3 separate regions of the Mus musculus genome follow, and all the other regions are linked to region 3. The links are chromatin contacts, called in public promoter capture Hi-C maps. All regions are on one chromosome and are shown on one strand. Each heading gives the region's core, a stretch centred on a gene start, on an enhancer-like site or on the middle of the called end of the contact. The rest is flanking DNA. Distances are from core to core; before and after follow the strand shown.

Region 1 (3,949 bases), core at 296-2,795, 310 kb after region 3:
ATTTATTTATTTATTATATGTAAGTACACTGTAGCTGTCTTCAGACACTCCAGAAGAGGGCGTCAGATCTTGTTACAGATGGTTGTGAGCCACCATGTGGTTGCTGGGATTTGAACTCTGGACCTTCGGAAGAGCAGTCGGGTGCTCTTATCCACTGAGCCATCTCACCAGCCCCGAGCCTTTTCTTTTGATTAAAAATTTAAAAATGTTGAGCCAGGCTTGGTGGCGCACGCCTTTAATCCCAGCACTCGGGAGGCAGAGGCAGGCAGATTTCTGAGTTCGAGGTTAGCCTGGTCTACAAAGTGAGTTCCAGGACAGCCAGGGCTATACAGAGAAACCCTGTCTCAAAAAAAGAAAAAAAGAAAAACCAAAAAAGAAAAAAAAATTTTTTTCAATGTTCCTGTGTGTAGAACCCCAAAGGCCACAAGAGGGCACTGGACCCTTGGAGCCTGAGCTACAGGGAGCTGTGCACCCCACCCTGCAGTGGGCCTAACTGCCCTGTGCTCCTCACTTTCCATTCCCCAGACATGTCTTCAGAAGCCTGGCCTCTGCCTTCTTCCTTCCAATCCATCCCACACGGACTCTACAGTCCACCCCCTCCCATGTCTCCCAAGCTAACCCAACAATGCCAATGATTCTCAGCTTGTCCTTATCCACCACCAAGTATCAGATGACAGATGGACTTCTTTCAGCCACCTGGGCTGGCCCCAACCAGGACACCCTTTCTTCCTGGATTAGCACTTGTCCCTTGGCCCCCAGTTTCACCTGTTACATAGGTGTGTGCTGTTTTTTTTTTTGGGGGGGGGGGCGGGGGGCTATACATGTATGGTACATTCATTCACATGTTTACTGTGAATATGAACAGAATGGTGGACTGTCTCACACCAGTTTCTACAAGTTTTGACACTCATTACTTCTAATACCAGGAAGCACCGTGTCCTCCCTCTGTGGTTTGGTTTGGTTTTTTTTTTTTTTTTTTTTTTTTTGGTTTTTTGTTTTTTGGAGACAGGGTTTTTCTGTGTTGCCCTGGCTGTCCTGGAACTCAGAAAGCCGCCTGCCTCTGCCTCCCGAGTGCTGGGATTAAAGACGTGCGCCACCACGCCTGGCTCCTCTGTGTCTTTTTATGTTGGTGTCAGGAAGACTTGCTCAGATGATGAGCTCAGAGGAGCACAGGCTGGTGTAACTCAGCAGAGACGCCCCATACACTCCTAACTGGGACTTGCTGTGGCTCTGCCATTCACCCAGCTAGCGAGCCAGAACCTGAGAGAAACGAGGCACTCCCTAGGTTACAAGTTACAAGGGTGCATGCAGACAGAGGAGGAAGCCTTTGGTAAACAGTGAAAGGCTTAAAGTGTCTCTTGTATCAACTTCACGTTTTCTCTGCTCAGGGCCCCATGACAGAAAGCAAACCACCTCTAGGGCTGATGCCCTTCAACAGCCTCTGACCTAATCAATGGCTCAGATTCCGACCATTAGGTTCAAGCTGAAGGAAGCAGGCTGGGATGTGGGAGTGCCCAGGGGAGTACTTGGCTGACCCTTAGGACCCACTGGCCAGCAGTCAGGCCAGACACCATCTAGGCCTGCCCTCCACCACCACACACAGGGTCTGAGGCCAAGACACTCCCCAGGAACCAGGGCTACCTGGCTTCCTCTCAATGCACCAGCAGCTTTAATAGACCAAGGCAGCAAGAAACTAAGGCTACAGGCAGGGCTCCAAGGAAGCCAGCCCCTCCCTCCTGCCAGGCTACTTAGCCAAGACCCAGGCCCCTCCCAAAAGGACTGCATATGGAAAGACAGGAAAGGATTCGTGGGGCCGCTGCTGACAGAAAGACACGAACAAGTTAACAAGCTTGCATTTAATAAGTCTGAAACCATTCTCAGCACATGGCATTGTACACGGGCATCTGTGCAAACAGATTCATTTAACAGGTCGTAGTTTAAAAAAGTCATAGATACTGTGAGTTCTGTATAAACCGGTGGACGGCAAGTTAGTTCCTTTTGATTTATAAGCCTCAATGTCACCGCAGAATAAAGAATGTAGCCAAAGAAAGCATTATCGGTCACTCGTATAGGACAGTGTTGTTTCTATAATTTGAAGCTTTCTGAATGGACGGGTTCAGGCCTGATCCAACTGTAAAAAGATCACTCAGTGAATAGACTATATGGGAACTGTACAAAGTGTCATTAACTTCCATCATTAATAGCTTACTCAGCACTATACCACTATTGCTAGTTAAAATAACCTGCTTCTGAGGCCCCACGGAGGGAGGCGGCCTGTGCACGCAGCCTCGATGCCCTGGCCACCTCATCCCCAGGGCGTGCCATACAGTCCAACAGAAACTTTGGCTTTAGGAAGGAATCACAGACATTGAAAAGAATGGCTTTAATCATTATTAAATGTGCAGTGGGAAGGAGTGTGCTTCAGATAGTCTGGGCAGGGCTGGCGGCAGGCAGGTCACTCCTGCTGCCACAGCTGCAGACACTAGTTTGTACATGACAAGACAATGAGGGAAAGCAGTCCCTTTCAAACAAACTGGAAAAAAAATTGTTCACAGTGGTTTGTATCAACAGAATGCATTTATGACAATTACATGTAGAGACTCACGCACTCTAAGGCTCTCTTTATATCCTAAAGAAAACAGGCATTTACATTATTCATGACTTATACTAAATTAAAAAAAGATCAATTGTACACTTTCTCCTCAGACAGGATAACCTGCCAGGGTGTACAGCTTAACACCATCATCAGAGCTGTCCACAAAGGGAACAGAGGTTCAAAACAAAATGCTCTCTTGAGAATGAAGTGCTTGGCTTGCTGCTATAACCAGCAAGTGCCAGCAGTAATCAAATGGAGGAGGGCCCGACAGACAGGTCTACCTGGGCAAGCTGACCAGCACATCACAGTTTAAAAAGGAAGGTTATGAACGCTATGTTACAAGTCCCAACCAGGCAGTGTCAAGTGACATCTATTTCTTTGCTTGCTTTGTGATCATACCCCGTGGTGGTGTGACAGGTCTCGTGGCGTTGGGCTTCTTTTTCTCTGCAGGCTTTAAAATCTGTAAAGAGGAAAGAAAGAAGAACCTTAGGAGAGCTATACCTGGACCTCAGCTCTGTTCAGATCTCCATCTAGAAGTTCTGCCTAATGCTGCTGCCCCCTAAATGCTGAAAAGCCCTCTAGAACATACCCTGGACCGACTGGTCCCTGAGCATTTTGGTGGAGAAGTGCCATGACATACAGCCAGAATATGTGATCTGGAAAACAGTTTCTGCTGGGGCCAAGTGACAAACTCAAGTCTAGAGCTTCCCACAACCTTGAAGCTCTGTGGAAGGCACTGGAGTCTGCAGTCTCTGGGGAGTGCTGAGGCCTGCCTCGGGACTTCCACAGCTACAGTAACATTAACAACTGCGTGAGCTTGAAATGGATCAAGCCCACTATAGGGAGGAAATGTAAGAACCAGGGGCCAGCACAGGAGACGATATCATGGCACAAGCTGATGTGTTGGCACTTGGGAGGCAGAGGCAAGTAAATCTCTCTTACATTCATGGCCAGCCTGGTCTACAGGGTGTGTTCCAGGCCAGCCAGAGGCACCCCAACTCCCTCTTCTCACCAAAAGCACTGACTATAAGTGACACTGTAACACACCGCTTGCTTCCACCCACTTAAAGAATTCAACTACACCTAACGTCAATCCTGGGAAAAGGTTCCGTATTATTTTTCCTTTCTTTAGGAAGAGCCCACACACTTTTTCCATGGGATAAATATTCCTAAAAAAGAAAGGGCAGCCTGCTCAGCAGAGGTGCAAGCACATGAAAAGTGGCCACAGTCTCACCTGGAAGGAACACATGAGGGTCTCATCCACACTCATCATGGCGCCTGCATTGTCAAACTCGCCACAGTAGTTGGGTGCAGAAAACAGAGTGACTAACTGCCTCTTTGCAAAAAACTCAT
Region 2 (3,849 bases), core at 489-2,988, 370 kb after region 3:
CCCGCCCCCCCGTCACTTGCACAAAAAGTCCCTCAGCCTCAGGCTGGGCCTGGTGTCTGTCTGTCCCCCAGGAGAAACTGAGAAAGACCACGCAGGAAGCGGACATTTATGAGACCAAATACAAGGAGATGAGCAAGACCCTGGAGTATCTCAAGAACTCGGTGGAGAAGATGTTTAAGAAGATCAACTGCGATGCCACTGAGATCCTGGGCAAGCTGGGCGAGTCCGGGAAGGTCACGGACATCAATCTGCAGCAGTATTTTGGTGAGCCTAGTACCTCTTAGGCACTCTTGCCTGCACGGTCTGTGACCAGGCACAAGAACGCTTTCTTGGTTGGTAGTGAGCACAGCCATGGTGCGGCCTGCCTTGGTTTGAATTCTGAGCCTTCACTTACTAGCTGTGTGACGTTGGCCACATTCCCGACCCTCTCTGTGCTCGGGTTCTTTGAGCTCTGAAATGAGGGTGCAACTCAGGAGCTACACCACCGGATTTATTGGGAGGATTAAACACGGGTTAGTTGGTGGTGAATCTCAGTGAACCCAGGAGAGGGGTTTGGTGAATTCCCTTCAGGAGAAAAACTAAAGCTAGAAAAGAGAGCTTCCTTACACACATTCACAAACACCGTAACACTTACATGTTCACACACACATGCTTACACGGATGTACACACATACACACACATGTACAGGCACCTGCCACAAACACTATACACTAAACACTATACATACACTATATATATATATATATATATATATATATAGTATATATATGTATATACTAAACACTATACATACACACACATGTGCACAAAGACACATTCAAACACCAGTAAACACTATATGCACATGCTCACATATGCCTGCACATATATGCACACGCATGCAAACACATATGCACACATGTATGCACAAAGTGTGTTCATGCAGACGTATACACATATACGTACAGAGGCTCACATGCATGTGCGCGCACACACCACGCTTTTCATATCTGAGCCCCATGGGCTTTTTTCTCCAAGATTAGGAAGAAGGCAAAAATGACTCCTGTTAAGCTTATTCAGTTCTGTACCTGTAGGATGCTTTGCCAAAGCAATACAGCAAGAAAAAGGAACTAAAAACCCTGATTGAAAGGAAGGAAATGAAATGTTCAGAGTGGGGCTCCGGATATGTCACAGACGCTTGTGAAACTGCCTTCTGCATTTCCGGGTTTAGCTCCCAGTTCAGGGTACAGAGGGGACATGGCCACCCAGACTGTGGTAGCTTGGCATGAATGGTACCGGCTGTTCTTATGAGTGTGAATGTGTATGTGTGTGTGTATGTGCACGGGCGCGCAGAGAGCCGAGTTTGAATCTTAGCACCCACCCCAGGCATCCCAGGCAGAAGGAATGGCATAAATGCAGGCTGGAAAATCAGGCTACTGCTGGCTTTGATGTCTAGTGGAACACTGGTTTTTGGCCTTCTCATTGTCAATATCTAGGGAATTCTTTTTGGACCATGTTTTCCTAGAAACTGTCACTCACAGCGCTTTCAGTGCCTCAGATCTACCGTGTGCTCCTGTGAGCAGCTCTGCCAATGTGCATCAGAGAGATTTCGGTGCCTCATGATGTCAGAATTTCCCACACCCACGGCCCGTGGCCAGGAGGAAGCCAGCATCCTGCACAAACTCCCATCCCTCCCTCTGTGATAATGAGGGCTGCCTGGGCTGGCGGTCTTAACCCTTGACCCCCTGACCCCGTTTTTTCCTTCCAGCTATCATAGAAAAGAAGACAAATGACCTGCTGCTTCTAGAGTCCTTCCGGCGCCTGCAGGAGGCAGAGGGGCCCGATGTCGATGTCCCACAACCCTTTGTCAACCCCTTCTGGGGCGGCTCTGCCCTCCTCAAGCCCCCAGAGCCCATAAGGGTTGTGCTGCCTGTGTTTGGGGCAGACTCCTTCAGTGACAAACTTGAAGAGGGTGAGTTCTTGCCCTCTGCCACCCAGGCAGGCCACTGGGTAGGGTCCCTTAAGGACCCCAAGTCTCTATGGGGTCTGTGGGCCTCAGTTTCCCTCATGGCCACGAATCATCACCACAGTATAGCCACTTGTTTGAACAAAATGAGAATAGGTCCTTAGGGAACAATAGGGTCAGGAAGTGGGAACATGTTCACTGCAGCCCCAAACTGGAAATTAGCAAAGGACCCTACACACACACACACATACACAAATACAATGACACTTGTATATACACATACTCACATACATACTCATAAACACACACATACACCTATATTCAAACACATACACACTGACACATAAACATACCTACATACATATACATACTCCTACACACACACTCATATACATGTATACACATACATACTCACAATATTCATGTACACTCTTACACTCATATGCACATACTCATATAGACACACTTATACACTGACATACATACATACTCATAAACAAACACATACAACATATACTCAGACACATACATACTCACACATATACTCATATACACACACAAACACACACACACACACACACACACACACACACTCTTATACACACGTGCATGCCACGCACCATTCACTTAGTCAGAACTTACCCAAACACATAATGGAGTACTATGTAGCCACTAAAATGTATGTTCCCCTGGGTAGCAATGGCTTAGCAATCAAACCGAGGCTGTGCCTTGCAGCTTGGTCTGTGGGTATTAAACCAGCTATGTCTCCCATTCGTGCATGGGAATCCCCTGAGGGTGCTTCTCTGCTTGGAGCTCTAAAGGGCTTTCCAACCGGTGCTCAGCCCAGCATGATGGCGTGACACTGTCCCTGGGAAGGAAGTGAGCTGGGCACCAACTCCCAGTTCCTCACAGAGCTTGTCCTGGGTGCAGTGGACTCTCCTCTGGACCACAGTACCCTCCAGCAGATGGTCTTGGAGAACTTCCTTCAGAGGGAACGCACAAAAGAACTACAGGACACCATGTCAGAGAAGGGGGACGAGATAAGGCTCAAGAAGAAGGTGATAGGCTGAGCCTCGTGGGTGCCTGTATTCCACACCAGAGAGAATAAATGTTTTCTTGCTGATCCTAGGGCCTTTGATGTGCTGTGCTGAGTAGCTCTGCAGGCTGCAAACCAGCTTAGAAGTGGGGTGAGGGGCGAGAAGCATGGGCCTCAAGAGTGGCCCGAGGTCTATGTGGCCCTTGATAACCCTGAGAATGTGGCCAGCACTGCCTCCTACTCCCTCACCCCCACCTCCCACAACTGACAAGGTCTGCCGGATGGAACAGGGCAGTTTAGGGGGTGGCTCATGTTGAAATATTGATCTCAGACTCTAGGGTCTACTGGATGAGGCAGAGACTGGGCAGGAACCAGGGTCTTGGAAGCTGAGAACCCCTTTGCCTGTGTGTACTTTGGGAGTGAGTGTCCCCACAGAACTGAGCTGGGTCCTGCAGGCCTTGCTGCCCCCTCTCTAGAGCCCAGGTATCTGTGGTCCCCAGCCTCAGTGTCTCTGGAAGAGCCCCTAGAAGACACTCCCAGAACCACAGGAAGGGTATGGGTCACCCAGAGTTTGAGGGTTCTGATCCTTCAGGACCCCATCCCTTGAACCGCAGCTTCCTGCAAGGGGCCCACATCGGTTGCAGGGCTGGATCTGACCCTGGGTGTGGGAACTGTGGGTTTCTTCTCTCTCTCAGACAGGGCCTCGCTCTATAGCCCAGGCTAGCCTTCGATGTTACTAATGCTTGGTTCTAGTGATTCTCTTGGCCTTGGCTTCCTGATTTTAGTTTAGCTATGGGGACTCAGTTCTAAGGTTAAGCAAAGGCCCAGGTCAGGGGAGCCAGGAACTGTCACTGCCGGTGTGTTATT
Region 3 (4,209 bases), core at 1,329-3,828:
ACCTGCATGTACATAGTGCATATAAGTTCAGACAGGCATATATGTGAACATACACAAAGAAACACAAATAAAAGATACAAGAAAAATTAGTTTTCGAAGATAAGATTCACTATTTTGGCCTGGTTGGCCTGGAACTCAGATTATCTATCTCTTCAAAAGTGTAAACGTGTGTTCTAGCATGCAGACCACATTAAAATTTTAAGTGTGGTTTAAGCAGTAATTATCCTGTTTAAGCAGTTTACAGTTAAGCAATTTAATGAGATACTAGTTTTTTCTTTACAGAAGTTGAGATTTAGTTATGTTTTTTATATATGTATCTATACATATATATGTATACACACACACACTTTCACATACATCTCCACACCCCAAGAGGGCCTTCTGATCCACCATGTGGGTGCTGGGATTTGAACTCAGGATCTCTGAACAAGGAAACCAGTGTGCTGAACAAGAGAGATGGTGCAGTGCATAAAGCAATTGCTATACAAGCATGAGGATAGGAGTTAAGTGACCACTACCCACATAAAACATGGGAATGTATGGCCTCTCCTTTGTCAGCAGGTAAGAAAAAGTAATCCCTATGCCAGGTTGGCTAGCTACACTAGTTAAGGTGAGCTCTGGGTTCAGCATGGGATTCATGCTCAGTAAATAAAGTGGGGAATGGGTGACATCTGATGTGAACCTCAGGCTTCCACACACATATATGTCCTGTCCCCTAAATTTTTTTAAAAGTCAAACTTATACTAAAGGGGGGGGAAAAGCCAGAGAAACAACCAAGGAAAGCATTGAGCATGTCTGTAAAGTTGTTTCATAGTGAGGGATGGGGTATCTAGATTCAGGTAACACTAGAAATAATATTGATTGTTCCTAAAAATCAAGTCCTAAATTCCTCATGTTAACTTGTATGTTAAGAAAAGCAAGGACTGGAGATGAGCCCAGCAGTTACAGTAGTTACTACCCTTGAAAAGACCCAGGATAAAACCTCGCTCCCAGCTGGGGCACCTCACAGCTGCCTGTAACTTCAGCTCCACAAAGCTGTCAGCGCATGATGGCTCAGATATAACTCCAGTTCCAGGTGATCTGACACCTCTTGGCCTTTGCAGACAGACAACAGACACACATGAGGTACACGTGAATACAGGCAAAAGACCACCGTATACATAAATGTGAATCTCTTTTGAAAGTACAAAGTACTTTTGAAAAATGAGTGTAGATATATTAAGCAGAGTGCTTTGAGGTCAAGACCCTTTAACACTGTGAGGACAGGTCATAAGACACTGAGAGGTGAAGGACTATGGGAGGTTCCCCACCTCCACACACCCTCAGACCATGACAGACCAGTTGATCTTGAAGCTTGACCTGATTACACGGGGCTGGCATTTCCTGATTTCCTGTAATCACTCCTCCCGCTTCATGACTAATAGTCAGTGTCAGTCTTTCCATTCTTGCCATGGAGGTTAAGACTTTTGGGGAAAAAAACAGCTTTAAAAAGAAAAAAAAAAAAAACAAAACCAACAACAACCACAGGAAAGGGGTCACTTTTGCTAAGATATTGTGACTTGGAAAAATACAGTGTTTAAGCTTTTCTTGTGTTAGAACATGTAGAGGATTTGGGGAGGTGGCTGGGATGTGAGGATAGAATGGTGTAATTCCTGCTTCCATGTATTAATTTGACCTCCAGAAGTGAAAGATGTTCATAGCTCAACGTTCAGTTTCAGGGCTTTCTGAACTCCACCTGTTGAGGTACATGTCCAGCCCACCCCAACCCCAAGTGCTTGGGATTAAAGGCATGCACCACTGCACCCAGCTAAAATAAAATACTTTTTATTCACCCACATACATGTATACGTAAACTGTTTTCCTTGCATATATTATTATTTATGTTTACCTTAAGTAAAAAAGATGTTTAAGTATTCTTACTTAAATCTCCTTGTAAGGTAAAGAAAACTTCCATTCATTTATAAATTATCGCAAAAATAACTTTTAAAAACTGACTCTTAACTGTATTCTTGGTAGACTAACCTTTAAATTGTATTTTTCTTCAGAGTGAAAATCAGTATTGTTATGGAAAGGAAAGAGCTAAGAACTTACAGAGCCAAGAACTACACGTGAGCAGTGTCAGGTGTTAAGCAAATGGAAGGAGGTTTATAACACATGCTCTCATTCTTCCTGCCTCAGCCCAAAGAGAGGAAAAAAAATGTGGAGGAAAAAATTGCAGAGCACTCCCTTGGCAAGAATAAGAACTTTCCACTACCACGTGCCCTCAGGCGCTCACTCGCCCATTAGGGAACATCACTGGATGTGATCAGCAGTGTTTCCTTGCCTGCTTCCCAGGCAGAGCCCTGTCTGAAACTCACAGGAGCCTGTGGCGTAAAGACAATTGTTATTTTTCCTTTGAAAAATATTAGACAGATCTTTACTTTCATAGATTTATTTTTTAAAGCTCCTTAATAGATCTGTCCTGATGTGCAACCAAATAGACCCTTAGCAAAAGATGTGAAGCAGTCATAACAAGCTAGAGGAAGTCTTTCATTAATTGAGCTTCCTGAAGTAAAACTCTCTACTTCCTGGCCTTGGTAAAACAAGGTCATGGGTTGGCCAAGATGATGCAAAGGCTTTCTAGCCGAGAGAATGCTAGCACATAGTGGGTTATAAAAACTAATTCGGGCATACTTCCTTCATGTCTTTCCACAGAGACGATCTTGTGGGAGCTAGTATTTCTGGTATGCAAGAAAATGTAATAGAGACTGTTCCAAAAAGTTCTTTTCAGAATCTGAACCTGTGGTTATGAGTATTCTCCCCATATTGTTTTTTTAATTGTATTTCTGTGTCTGTGTCCATGTTCATGTGTGTATGTGTGTGTGTGTGTGGGGGTATATATGTACAAGAATGATAAGAGAACAAGTTAGGAGTTCACTGTCTTATACAGTATGGGTCCTAGGGATTAGACTTCCAGTTGTCAGGCTTGGTGGCAGTCGATTTTAGCTGCTGAATCACCTTGGTAGCCTGCCTTGTATTAAATTTTTACACTTGATCTTAGCTAAAAGGCTGAAAAGTGATGTAAGAAGTAAGTCAGCAGAGGAAAATGAATGGATAGATTCAGTTCAGCCCTGTCTGCCTGAAATTCACTATGTAAACCAGCCTAGACTGTCTTTGAACACCATGGAGATCTACCTGCCTCCCAAGAGCTGGGGTTAAAAGCTTGTGCTACCTTACCTGGCATCAGGTGTTGCCTCTTTATTCATGAGTCTGATATATGTTTTTATTTTGTCTTTTAAACTGTTAACTGAAGTTCTTTGTATGTCACCATGATCCAGCACAAGTTGAATTACAAACAATACTCCTTTCCGTGCAGGAGAAAGTATGGCCCACGCTTAGTTTTAACATGCAAATGTAGAGTCCGCCAAATCTTTGGACAGCTATGGCCCATGGAGACCTTGGCTCAGAAACAACAATGCTTGAAGAAGTAGTGACACAGAAAACAGCACCCCATATTCTTAATATATGAAGGATTTTAAAATACAGGAAATTACTCACCCAATAAACGGGACTATAAAATAGGCCCATGGCTTCAGAAAAATCTACCACCCATGGAATTCTAGAAAGAATCCAATCCTTATAGTGGTCAAGCACACCTTTCATTCCAGCAGTTGGCAGACAGGAAAGGAAGGTGGATCTCTAGGTTCGATGCCAGCCAGGGCTACATAGACAGACCCTGTCTCAGAGGAGAGAGAGAGAGAAAAAAATACACCTCTAGGGCTGGAAAGATGGTTAAGATTACTGACTGCCTTTCCAGAGGTCCTGAGTTCAATTCCCAGCAACTACATGGTGGGTCACAACCATCTGTTATCGGATCTGATGCTCTCTTCTGGTGTGTCTCAAAACAGTGGCAACAGTGTACTCACATATATAAAATAAATCTTTTTTTTTTTTTTTAAAGAAAATGTACCTGGAAACTTTTTTAAGAGGAATCTGTTTATGTCAGCATCTAATTGACAATTTAATCAAAATCCCATTGGATCCTTTTTATATGATTGTCTAGTAATGTCCCACAGGCATCCAAACCTGGGAGTTTGAGAGGTAATCTGGTCGCCTCCTTGGAGTGTGAATTGTTAACGTATAGAAAGTAAGAAGATAGGGTTGGCTTTGTTACTTTGCTCTTTTTTTTTTTTTAAGATTTATTTATTTATTTTATGTATATGAGTATAC

The links. Capture Hi-C pulls out chosen DNA fragments and counts their contacts.
Region 1: a contact with region 3 is called in a promoter capture Hi-C map of adipose tissue. The contact joins two enhancer-like sites. A contact is called at or near these places in 1 of 39 promoter capture datasets (pre-B cells), 3 of 484 Hi-C or Micro-C datasets (embryonic stem cells and granulocyte-monocyte progenitors) and 1 of 9 other capture datasets (adipose tissue).
Region 2: a promoter capture Hi-C map of adipose tissue shows a contact between it and region 3. The contact joins two enhancer-like sites. A contact is called at or near these places in 3 of 39 promoter capture datasets (the C10 cell line, neutrophils and pre-B cells), 2 of 15 datasets of contacts at CTCF or cohesin (large pre-B cells and pro-B cells) and 1 of 9 other capture datasets (adipose tissue).

The regions. Positions count from the first base shown.
Region 1 is chr5:122,173,162-122,177,110 of GRCm38.p6, reverse strand. It overlaps Ppp1cc (protein phosphatase 1 catalytic subunit gamma), which reads right to left. Exons shown (of 7, transcript NM_013636.4): 6 at 3,831-3,949; 7 at 1,838-3,056. The coding sequence ends at 2,967. Among named protein-coding and RNA genes, the nearest start is that of Ppp1cc, 17 kb to the right of the region's middle. Within about 2 kb of position 1,545, at least 35 of the 459 cell types and tissues checked have an H3K27ac peak or open chromatin away from gene starts, as enhancers often do. A contact at or near this core is called in adipose tissue, where this site is marked.
Region 2 is chr5:122,107,275-122,111,123 of GRCm38.p6, reverse strand. It overlaps Ccdc63 (coiled-coil domain containing 63), which reads left to right. Exons shown (of 12, transcript NM_001384199.1): 10 at 72-264; 11 at 1,749-1,952; 12 at 2,877-3,069. The coding sequence ends at 3,016. It also overlaps a transcript of Myl2 not described here. Among named protein-coding and RNA genes, the nearest start is that of Myl2, 8.2 kb to the right of the region's middle. Within about 2 kb of position 1,738, at least 36 of the 459 cell types and tissues checked have an H3K27ac peak or open chromatin away from gene starts, as enhancers often do. A contact at or near this core is called in adipose tissue, where this site is marked.
Region 3 is chr5:122,480,075-122,484,283 of GRCm38.p6, reverse strand. The region is part of intron 5 of Atp2a2 (ATPase, Ca++ transporting, cardiac muscle, slow twitch 2); the gene reads left to right. Among named protein-coding and RNA genes, the nearest start is that of Atp2a2, 20 kb to the left of the region's middle. Within about 2 kb of position 2,578, at least 26 of the 459 cell types and tissues checked have an H3K27ac peak or open chromatin away from gene starts, as enhancers often do. A contact at or near this core is called in adipose tissue, where this site is marked.